2 separate regions of the Macaca mulatta genome follow, and region 1 is linked to region 2. A link is a contact called in public Hi-C data. All regions are on one chromosome and are shown on one strand. The core of a region is the stretch at or near the end of the contact, and the rest is flanking DNA. Distances in the headings are between cores, read along the strand shown. Region 1 holds the start of GNPNAT1 (glucosamine-phosphate N-acetyltransferase 1). Region 2 holds the start of GPR137C (G protein-coupled receptor 137C).

Region 1 (5,380 bases), core at 1,740-4,239, 240 kb after region 2:
TAATAAAGTGAAATGTGTACAGTATTAAAAATGTAAATTCCTCAAGGCAGCACACTATTTAAACATTTTGGTCACGCTATTAAACATAGTTGTAAATACAAAGTTCAAAGAAAACTCAAAAGAGAATTTAAATCAACCTTAACCACATTTAACTAGATTCCTTTTTCCTATAAAGTCTGTGTTTACAATAAAAATGTGGTCTAGAAAACATGAAAAATAGGGTTAATAAGTTTCATGAGAGGGAAGAAGTGTACAGGAAAACAACTAGGATTAGGAAGCCCTTAACTAATGAGTTTTAACCAGGAAATACTAATATGTTCTTGTACTTCAGAGACAGTCTTATTCCAAGAATGATCATAAAAATAAATAATATTGGCTAACACTTAATGAAAACTTTCTATATGTTAACTCTTAAAAATACAATGAACAATGTGTCATTATCCCAATTTTACAAATAAGGAAGCAGGCACAGTAACTTGCTCAAGGTTACAGTGCCAACAAGGAACAGAGTGAGGATTCAAAATGAGGCAACAGGGCCAGCTTCAGAAGCCCCTGACCTGTGCCGTTACAGAGGGCACACTGCACTTAGTTTAATACCCTGCTGCCACTGTTTTGAAATTCTTAATTTTTTAACAAAGAACTCTGCATTTTAATTTGGATTACTACAGATTACGTAGCCAGTCCTGCTAGGTAGTATGACTTCAGACTCTGCTCTTAACCATTACACTGAAGATGCACTACAGTAGATATATTCCCTACCTTATTATTGTACAAGGGTTAAAAATTAAGTCATAAGCAGCACTTAGAACTTACATTTGGAAAATGGGAATCAGACTAGTCAAAATACATTAAACAAAGCATTCCAGATTGAAATAAGAATCTATGAACCAGGCAATCAGAAATTAAGATCAAAAATGTTTTTATGGGCTCTTCTACAAAACAGAGCCATACTGAAGGCCCACTTTAGCTCACTCTCTCCTCAAACGGTAAAATTCTGCTGGTGCCCAACTAATGTACTGGGCAAGATGAAGCAAGATACGACTTGAAACCCAGTTCCAAAGGGTTTTAGAACATAATTAAATAAGTACCTTTATATAAATAATCTTGTAGCATCTTCAAGTGCCCAGATACTGCAAAACTAGGAAATTTCTGCAAATAAAATTGCACAGTTGCATGAAGCGAAATCTCGTATCATTAGGATCTTTAAAGTTTTTAGATTAACTTTAAAAAGTATAGTAAACACTAACCCTCCTTAAGGATTCCTCAGAACCTTTTCTGATTAACTGCTAAATTAGCGGGCGTTTAGAAGACCCGTTTAAGCCTAACCCTAGCCCAATAATGCCTAGTGAATGAATAACGAATAAAACTTACTTGTAGGTCACATTTCAGAAAATCCAGAAGGACAAAAAAAAAAAAAAAATTCCCAAACTGCCACAATACCGCGGAAAACATACACCAAATTCATTTTTACTAGTCATCAAGTCAATTGAATATTTTTTCACTCAATTGAATATTTTTAAACAAAATTTCAACTATTTGGCTTCTGAGCCTCGGTATCAGATTGGAATACGAATTGGGGAGAGAGGCTGCTGCTAGAAGCAACCAACTGAGAGCAACAAGTAATAGACACCGGAGATAAAGATTTTAAAAGTCAATCTACAAATTTTAAAAACATAATCTAAGGCCAAATCTAAACCACCCTATGTATTTCTCAAGAGCTCCTGGGGCACCTTCTAAGTACAGGTGAATGGGGGAGGGGCGGACTTCGGATTCCTCTATATTCATTTTATAACAATTTCGATAACAAGAATCCATTCTGAATCTCTTTCGTTAATGATTTTTAACACACCTGGCCATGTTTATTAAATTGTGTAACTGCATGAATTTTCAAAAGTATTTTCTGATAGTTTATTTGACCTTTACAATCTAGGTGTTATTCCCAGTCTACAGATGAGGAAGCTGAAGCACCTGGAACTCCCAAGACTTGCCCCTTAGGTAACACAGCATATAAGTGACCTGGGGCTAGAATCCTCTTGTTTTCGCATCTTGACCTCGATTACCATCCTCAGCAGACCCCAATCTTCACATCATCCTACCATACAGCTAGCGCTCTCTCCCCTATTTGGCAAATCCTGCCTAAATTAATTTCTTAAGATCCATTCTAGGATTCGTTCATGAGGGATTATCCTAACAAAACGAATCGTATAATCGTCCGTTCAATTTTGTATGAAAATTTTAAATTAGTTTGGCTTACATAAACATCAGTTCCTACAACAGAAATCACAGTACACCACTCGGTGTTTCTAGAAGTAGGAGCCTAGGAAAAAGAGACAAAGGATGTCCCTCTGTACCGTGGGGAAAGCGCCGACCTAGTCGGTGCGGAGGTGGTCTTCGGAGCAGCTGCCTCAGGGGCTCCCGACCACCGTGGGATGCGCCCGGGAATAGGAGAAAAAAAGGGGCCTGGGAAGTTCGTGCCCATTCAAAACCCATGGCTGCAGAGAACGCGACCAACTGTCTCATTTCCCACGCCAAAGTCTGGGAAGCGAAGTTCCGACCCCAGTCCCAGTGCCAGTCCTGCCAGGCCAAGACCCTCGTATGGCCGGACCGCTGGCCATCATCCTTAACCTTTGCTCCAGGCGCGCGTGCGTTCAACTTCCTGGGACCCGCGCTCCACACCATGTGCACCCAGCTGGCGAGGATTAACGCCCGGCTCCTCCACAACACCCCCGGGGGCCTCGCCGGGGCACCAGTCACACCTGTTAGATAAACCTGAAGGCAGGCCCGCCCCAGCCCCCAGGACACACGGTCCAGCTCTCGAGCCCCGGCCCCGGTCTCTCCTCACCCGTAGAGGCCCCGCGATCGGCGCTCCTTGCCAGGCGCGTCGGACTCTCCCGCACCAGGGTGCACAGCACCGGATCCGGATCCGGCTTCAGCGCCAGCCCCACCTCCTCCTCCACCGCCCGCGCCACAGTCGGGAACCGCGGCCCAGACGTGGCAGCGCCAACGCCTCCACCCCGCCTCTACCCCCTCACGCAGGGCCGCGCGCAGGCGGGCGGAGGCGGAGACGGAGGCGCGGGCCGAGGCGCCACCGGCCCAGGCCCAGCGAGCGAGGGGCGGGGCCCGGAGAGCGGGGGCGGACCAGGAGGACGAGGGGCGGGGCCTGAGGTTCGCGTCGGCGCCCGGGGCGGTGGCCGCCGGACCAAAACTGGGCTCTCCGGGCTCCTCCTCCTCCCTCCACAAGGCCTTTCCCACCGCGTCATTGTCTCGGTTTATCTGCGTACGCCTGCCTAGCAGTCAGCCCAGCAGCGTAAGTGGTGACCAGTGTGGGCCTCTTTGATCCTGAGACTCGACCACTGGCCCTCTCCATTTGTCCCTTGTTGCCCTCCCTTCATGATTCAATCCATTAATTAGGACTTTTCCTACCAACTGGCAGCTCAGAGCCCCGCATCCCCAGGCCTCTGAGTCACAGTTCCTGCCTTCGTGAAACTAGGAGTCGGGGCCACTGCATTCTACTCCTTTGGGACTTGTTTCATTTCTCAGTCCCTCAAACGCTTTATTGGATGAACATGGAGTTCATGTTCATCCAATAAAAACTGCAACAGTTTTGCCGCCCAGGAGACATTTGGCAATGTATGAATCATTTTCAGCCTCTCATGTGGGAGAGAGGTGCCATTGGAATCTCCAGATGGTGGAGGGCACAGGTGAGTAGAGGCCGGGAATACTGCCAAACGCCTTACAATGCGCAGGACAGCGCCGCACAACAAAGAATTACCTGGCCTGAAATGTCTGGAGTGCTGAGGTTTAGAAACCTTTCGTTAGAAGAAAAGTGACTTCCTTCAGAGCCCCATTTCTGAAGTGTCTTACCTAAGTAGCACTTTGTCCCTATTTTAACAGATAAGGAAACAGAGGTTCAGAGATGTTACATAATTTACTAGTCTCGTAGCTAGTAGCTCCCCTTCCTTGCCTTGTACCATAATTTTCGATTTATTGAAATCGCAAAGTATTTTATTCTTAAGCAATAGTATTCAAGAACCCCATAGATCGTATACCAGACATTATATTTTTTGCTCATTTATGAGATTTAAATTTCAGTTAACTCCTTTACTGATTTATGCTTTCTCAGAACTTCAAACATCAGTGAGCTGATGGCATCCACGTCTCTGTTTTTATCTCTGTTTTTACACCCATACATACAAAAGAATATATAGGGCATGAACAGGATGTGGTGGTGTGCATCCATAGTCTCAGCTACTCCAAAGGCTGAGGCAGGAGGATCACTTGAGCCCACGAGGTTGAATGCAGCCTGGACAATAGAGCAAGACCCTGTCTCTAAAAAAAAAAGAAAAGAAAAAGAATACACAAGGCATAAATAAAAATAAATACTCATGGCTGGGCGTGGTGGCTTACACCTGTAATTCCAACATTTTGGGAGGCCTAGGCAAGTGGATCTTGAGCTTGAGTCCAGGAGTTTCAGACCAGCCTGTGCAACATGGCAAAAACCTGTCTCTACAAAAAAATACTGAAAATTAGGCAGGCATGGTGGCAAGTGCCTGTAGTCCCATCTACTCAGGAGGCTGAGGTAGGAGGATAACCTGAGCTTGGGAGGTAGAGGCTGCTGTGAGCCATGACTGCATGACTGCACTCCAGTCTGGGCCACAGAGCAAGACCCTGTCTCAAAACAAACAAAAATTTTAAAAAAATACTTATGTACACACCACTAATCTTAAGCACCTGGCCCTCCCCGTTTTTCTTAGCAGATTTCTGGTCAGATGTTTTCAGTGATTTTCTCCTGTACAACAAACTGCTGTACATTTTATAAATTAGCAAAAAGTGAAATGTAAGCAATTATATAAAATCACAGAACACAAGACTTGTAAGAGGTACCCCCAGAGATCTCATACATTCCAGATATCCTCCTCCTTACCCACATTGGGCCATAAGAACCCAATTTCTCATTAATAGACAAAGTCGATCACTCTGGCCAGTAAAGTTAACCCCTTTCTTTGCCTGTAGGTAGGTTCACTCGGCAATGAGGAGCCCAAGATAACCAGGAGACAGTTTCAACTTCTGGTTTAATGGAACCATTGGAATGTCCTTTGGTGATTTTTATTTATTTTTCTAGATTCTTAGAAGAAATGCTGCATTCACCAATATTCCTTTTTTTTTTTTTTTTTTTTTTTTTTTGAGAGGGAGTCTTACTTTGTAGCCCAGGCTGGAGTGCAGTGGCATGATCTCAGCTCACTGCAACCTCCACCTCCTGGGCTCCGATTAAGCAATTCTCCTGCCTCAGCCTCTTGAGTAGCTGGGATTACAGGTACACGCCACCACACCCAACTAATTTTTGTATTTTCAGTAGAGATGGGGTTTCACCATGTTGGCC
Region 2 (6,165 bases), core at 2,582-5,081:
GGATTATGACTTGAACATAAGACGACTCTTTAAAATGCAATTTGACTATTATCACAACAGATGCCAATACTAAGAGACAGGAAAAGTCACAGGTAAATGTTTTCCATAACATGTTTGCCAATACTACCGATACACCTCCCAACTACATGTAGACTTTGAGCCTTTGGGCTGGAAGAGGCCCTCAATTCTTCAGTATAATGGTCCTGCTAGCATGGATCAGAGATGGCATGTAAGATGTAACTTTTGTCTCATCCCTAAAGAAGTATGTTTGCACAGCTCATTTAAATAATAGAAAGAATGAGTGACATGTAACTAAAGACTAATACAAGAGGGTAACCACACTGTAAGAATGGCTCCGTGAGACAATAGTAGAAAAAGGGCTAAAGCATGCACATAAAATGTTAAAGGCGATAAAAGTGTGCTTTGTTCAGCAACCGAATGTTAAGCTCCAAAGGACATCAAGAAGGAAGCACTTCAAGAGAAAATGCTAGACTTCTTGTTAGTAAGGAGACAGTATAAGGATTTGCCTTTGTGTTCCTGAGGCAGGTAGAACAGGTGGTAGCCCTCGTTAGCCCCACCAATCCCATTTTGGTATAGGGTACCATATGCAATAGTAATTGACAAACAGTTCTGCTTTTTTTTTTTTTTTTTTTTTTTTTGAGACAGTCTTGCTCTGTCACCCAGGCTGAAGTGTAGTGGTGCAATCTCCACTCACTGCAAGCTCCGCCTGCCCAGTTCACGCCATTCTCCGGTCTCAGCCTCCTGAGTAGCTTGGAGTATAGGCGCCCACCACCACGCCCTGTTAATTTTTTGTATTTTTAGTAGAGACAAGGTTTCACCGTGTTAGCCAGGGTGGTCTTGATCTCCTGACCTCATGATCTGCCCGCCTCGGCCTCCCAAAGTGCTGGGATTACAGGCGTGAGCCACCGTGCCCGACCCAAACAGTTCTGCTTTTAAATGGTTGAAAGACTACTATGTTAGGGTCATCTGTCCTCTCAGAACAACAATATTAAATCTTTATGCATTTGGACACATTTAAATTTTAGAATAACTGACACCAAGCTTTTCTAGGAAACCCTTGGTTAGTTCCCCCTTTATAGGCCTAATATTCCCTTATGATTAACCATAAAATTAATGGCTTTCCCTCTCAGAAAAGAAGGAAATTAACAACTATAACTATTAAATAAATTGTATCAACATCTGTGGCCATCATACTCAGGAAAAAGACACACTTCCTATTTTGCAACAAATGGAGCATATAATGCTTACAAAGTTCACGCCTAAGAACATTCTGTCTGAAGTCAGCTTGCTTAGTTTAATGCTGCTACTGGAGAACAGAACCTGCTCACTGAACCAGCCTCAAATAAAATGTTGATTAGATCTCAACACAGTTTATCATTTCAGATCCAAGGAGGCAATAAAAGGGGTCAACATCTCTCCCCTTTAGAGCCTTTTCAAAGCAGTTGGGAGAAAAATCCTCTACCTGCACCCTCACCCCGCAACTCTATACACACACTCCCATCCCCCAAAAAAGAAGAAAGGAGGAGGCTATCCAGATTTGCTTTTACTGACACATGGCAGGTGGCAGGTAAGTCTCACAGACAAAGACCTAAAATTAGTATAGGTACCATCCAGATGTTTACTATCACTTTGAGCAGAGAATACAGGAGAAAAACACTTTTATAGTAAAAGTCTATTGATGACTTGAAATGTGCACATCAATGATTATGGAAGATGCAAATAGGCCATGGCAGAGAATATGCGGTGCCCTTGATTTTGACAAGTGCCTAAAACCACACAACTCTGATTTTATGCTTAAATGATTAAGCACATTACTGCAATCAATTACATCACTGCTGTCATGAGCATCCTGTCTCCTATTTGAAGAGACTTGTGTCCTGCCCTAACCACATTCTCTAAAAACACATGAGATGAAGTTCTTACGTTCCAATAAACAAAATCCTGCTCCAAAGCACAGATGTTGGATTAGGCCTATTAACTTCTTAGAGCAAGCCGTACCCTCTCATACACTGCACTCTCTACCTGCTCAACTGAACGTTTCATCTGAGGGATGTCTAGGTAACAGTGCGGGGCCTGTACATCTACTACTACAGTTTGTCAGCAAACCTCTAAGGAACTCGAACCACACTAGTATCTGGTACCTGGACAAACGACTATCCCAGACTCTAAAAAATAGACTTTAAAGTTCCCTGTGGAATATTTAGCTAGGAAAAAAAGAGAGCACCACTCTTCTTGGGCAAAGCATACGACAAAGGCCAGCCTGGACAATACAGTGAAACCTCGTCTCTCCCAAAAAAAAAAAAAAAAAAAAAAAATCAGCCGGGCATGGTGGCGCCAGTACCTGTAGTCCCAGTTACTTGGGAGGCTGAGGTGGGAGGATTGCTTGTGCCCAGGAGGTGGAGGTTTGCAGTGAACTGTCACTACAGCCTGGGTGACAGAGCGAGACCCTGCACGAAAAAAGAAAAACAAAAAAGCATAGGACAAAGGATGGTGAGGTAAGGAAAGCTGGGTCTTGGTTGCTCCAATAGACGTGGCAATGTCTTTCACAAGGATATTGAATTCGTAATGTGCTGTATATTCTAAAGAAAACAAATTATTTCCTCTTAATTTTGCACTACTTGCTAATTTTATTCCCAAATAGGAAAAAAAAAATCAACAACTATGTGCCGGCCTAATATACATTAGTCTATGTGATTATTCCTCGCTTCTTTACAGCAGTAACATAGCATGTATTTTCTCTCAGCCCCAGGAATAGCGCCACCATCTACCATACACAGGTCCAAGGGCTTCAATACATGTGGAATTTAAACAGTACAGAATATTCTACTTCCTCTCCAGGCAATCATCAGACTAACAAGTCTGTTTCTGCCTTTTTCCCAAAACTGAAGCCCAGAGCATCTTCCCAAATTCTACGTTTGAAAGAACGAGCTTCCCCCTGCTCACAGATCGCTTCAACATCCATCTGACACTACTATTACTCCTTCTTAAGAGACATATCCCTTGGGAGGGAAGTGTCTTTCACTTAAGAGCTCCGGTTCTCCCCGTTGCCCCTTTCCATCCCCTTGACCCACAAAGGGCTCCGGTGTTTCCCGCCGTTCATACAGCGAAAACAGAAGGTAAAACGCCCTCAGGAGGCTCCAGGTGAGGCCCTTCAGTGCCCCAGAGGCGGGTGTCCTAAGTCAGACTCCGGAGCTCTGCAGTGCAGCCCTGGCTACAGAAAGCCGCTTCGTCTGAATCCCCGGGTCTGCAGGCAGAGCCCACAGCCTGAAGGACCGGCGCTGCCACCTACCTGCCCGGGACCTGCGGACGGGGACCTAGGCCGTTCCTGAGGCCGCGCGGCCAACAGTTCCCGCCGCCACGCGACGGAGTAGGAGGCAGAAGGCCGGGCCGTGCCAGACTAGCCGGGTAGCCTGGAACCACTTCGCCAACCTGCTAAGGCGTAGCACCGCTCCTTCCCAGCCTGCGGCCGCCACCGACTCGACAGAGTCGGCCTCCCGGACAAAAAACAACCTGCGAAGCTCCTCCTTCTCCTCGTGCTCCCTACGTGAGGCATTCTCTAACCAATGGGAAGCGCGGTGGGCGGAGCGAGAGTGACAGACGATTACAGAGTCCTCCCGCCGGCGCGAACGGGCGGTGCAGTAGCAGGTCCAATCAGCAGCGTGGGTGGGAAGTACAGGGGAGGGAGAAAGTAGGAAAATTAAGCCCCCAATCAGATTTCGGGGCCCTCGAGCGACGGGTACGGCGGCCCGTGGCCTTCCGAGCACGGCGCTCAGGGGGCGTGCCTAGCCGGGCCAATCGGCGCGAGCCCACAGTGCGGAGCGAGCGCCTCAAATGCTCGGGTTTCTCAGCTGATTGTCTCCAGCCGAGAGTTGTTTTTTGCAGCTACGGAGCCGAGCCGCAGCAGGAGGAGCCGAGACCCCCGAGGGGTGGGGGGAAAGAGGAGGCGGGGTCGGGGGGAGCAGCGGCTGCTCTGCGCGGGACTCCGGGTCCCGTCACGGCGCTTCCTGGGGTTAGAGGCTGGGGTGGGTGGGGGGTAAGGGGGCAGTCCTTCTCCCCTTCGACGGCGGCTCCGAATCCAGCCCCTTCCTTCCCGCGCTCGCTCGCCCGGCCCCCAGCCCCCTCATGAGGGTGTCCGTGCCGGGTCCGGCGGCCGCTGCGGCCCCCGCGGCCGGCCGCGAGCCCTCCACGCCCGGCGGGGGCGGCGGAGGCGGAGGCGCCGTCGCTGCCGCCTCAGGCGCCGCGGTGCCGGGCTCCGTGCAATTGGCGCTGAGCGTCCTGCACGCCCTGCTCTACGCCGCGCTGTTCGCCTTTGCCTACCTGCAGCTGTGGCGGCTGCTCCTGTACCGCGAGCGGCGGCTGAGTTACCAGAGCCTCTGCCTCTTCCTCTGTCTCCTGTGGGCAGCGCTCAGGACCACCCTCTTCTCTGCCGCCTTCTCGCTCAGCGGCTCCCTGCCCTTGCTCCGGCCGCCCGCTCACCTGCACTTCTTCCCCCACTGGCTGCTCTACTGCTTCCCCTCCTGTCTCCAGTTCTCCACGCTCTGTCTCCTCAACCTCTACCTGGCGGAGGTAAGGCAGGAGGGCCGGCATGCGGGGCCCGGGCGGGTACGCGGGGCCGCTGGGATCAACTCCCGCTGAGGACCAGCGGGGGCGGGGGGGTGGGCAGCTAGAGGCGGACTGGAAACCAGCCTGGGGAAACTGAGGCACACCTGGAGTGTGAGCCAGTGTTTTCGTCCTAAACTTAAGTGGCTGATTGGCTCGATTACTGAGGGGTCCGGGGCTAGGGGGTGAGTGAGTGAGAGTGTGTGTGTCTGACAACTTAAAACAGCAACGGAACGAACCCTTTGTTTGGTGTTCTGGCCCTCTGAGGTAAGGCGTTGGTGGCACCAACAAAGTGGCATCTCAAGAAGTAGCAGCCCCGGTGGCTCTGCCGAAGCCGGACTGTGTTGAGGGAGGTTGGATGCTGAGGTAGCAGCAGCTCTGCTGAAGCTGGACTGCTGCCAGCCATTACGTCACCAGGCAGAGCTGTTCCTCTGCTATTGTTGCTGCGTTTCTTTTATTAGAAGCTTATATTCCCTCCTGCATCTCCTTTCCTGTGGCTCGATAAGCCTCACGCAAATTTCGTTCGATAGTTCCCCAGCAGGGTTGATGATCAATAACCAATGCTGAGGATCAGGATAAGGACCTCCATAAAGCCCTTAATGTTTGTCCCAGTTGCTTCATGCTTTAGTGGTTTATCCTACCTCCTATAGCATAGTCTTTTTTGGACCTTATTAAGAGAAAAAAATACTAGCTCAACCTGTCCCTATTGCAGAAACAAAACCACCAAACTGTTTTTGCAATAACTTGCTTAATATCTGGAACCTAATCACACCCCCTTTCTCTTTTATGGGGAATTGCTGGTTGGATTGCATTGTTCTGCAGCGCTTAGGTATTTGACCCATTTCAAACAGGTTTGGGAGTGTAAGATTGTCAATCATGTGTGTCAGCTTGTGGTATTTAAGCCATAATATTTTGAGAATTTCCCCCAAGAAAGTCCTCCTTCCCACCAAAAGAAAAGCTTGAGGAGGGGAGGAAGCAAGGTGACATCATATGCTTAATACAGACTAATATAGAATAATATTGGCCTATGCAGCTAATCCTCTCAAAGGCTTTTTTGGAGGTGATGGAATTAATATAGTTCCAAGCAAAAATTTTTTTTAAAATGACATAGATTAAGTGTTTATATTTCCTACATAAACCAACTCTTTTCTCGTTTAATAAATAGGAAGTAGAATGCATAATTTTAAAGTCAGTCATAACGTCAACTATTTAGCACACTAAAAACAATAGTTGAAAACAACAAAACTAATTTAACTTTTATTATTTTCCTTCTCCATCCTTTGAAAGTCCAAACAATACAATGACAAAACCCCAAAGCAGTAAGCGGAAATAAGCAGCATAGGTTATCACAAATGAGATAATGATGCCATAGTCGTGTCACTTATTTGAGGATGTTCTAATCTAGTTGTCGTTTAAGCTGTTATAACACTTCTACCCTTTATACTTAAACTGATACATTGTAATCTTCCTGCCACCATTTCAGATAGTGTGTTAGTGACTTCTCAACACTGAAGCTTTTACTCCAGCTTGAGATGTTTACCTGAA

The links. A called contact is a pair of places that touch in the nucleus more often than the background predicts.
Region 1: a Hi-C map of fetal cortical plate shows a contact between it and region 2, with 2.6 times the contacts expected there. The contact joins the promoter of GNPNAT1 here to the promoter of GPR137C in region 2. A contact is called at or near these places in 2 of 14 Hi-C or Micro-C datasets (fetal cortex germinal zone and fetal cortical plate).

What each region holds. Positions count from the first base shown.
Region 1 is chr7:125,920,138-125,925,517 of T2T-MMU8v2.0, forward strand. It overlaps GNPNAT1 (glucosamine-phosphate N-acetyltransferase 1), which reads right to left and starts at 2,990. Exons shown (of 6, transcript NM_001260699.1): 1 at 2,843-2,990.
Region 2 is chr7:125,679,505-125,685,669 of T2T-MMU8v2.0, forward strand. GPR137C (G protein-coupled receptor 137C) reads left to right here and starts at 3,832. Exons shown (of 7, transcript XM_077941031.1): 1 at 3,832-4,587. The coding sequence starts at 4,144. It overlaps TXNDC16 (thioredoxin domain containing 16), which reads right to left and starts at 3,500. Exons shown (of 21, transcript XM_015143696.3): 1 at 3,311-3,500.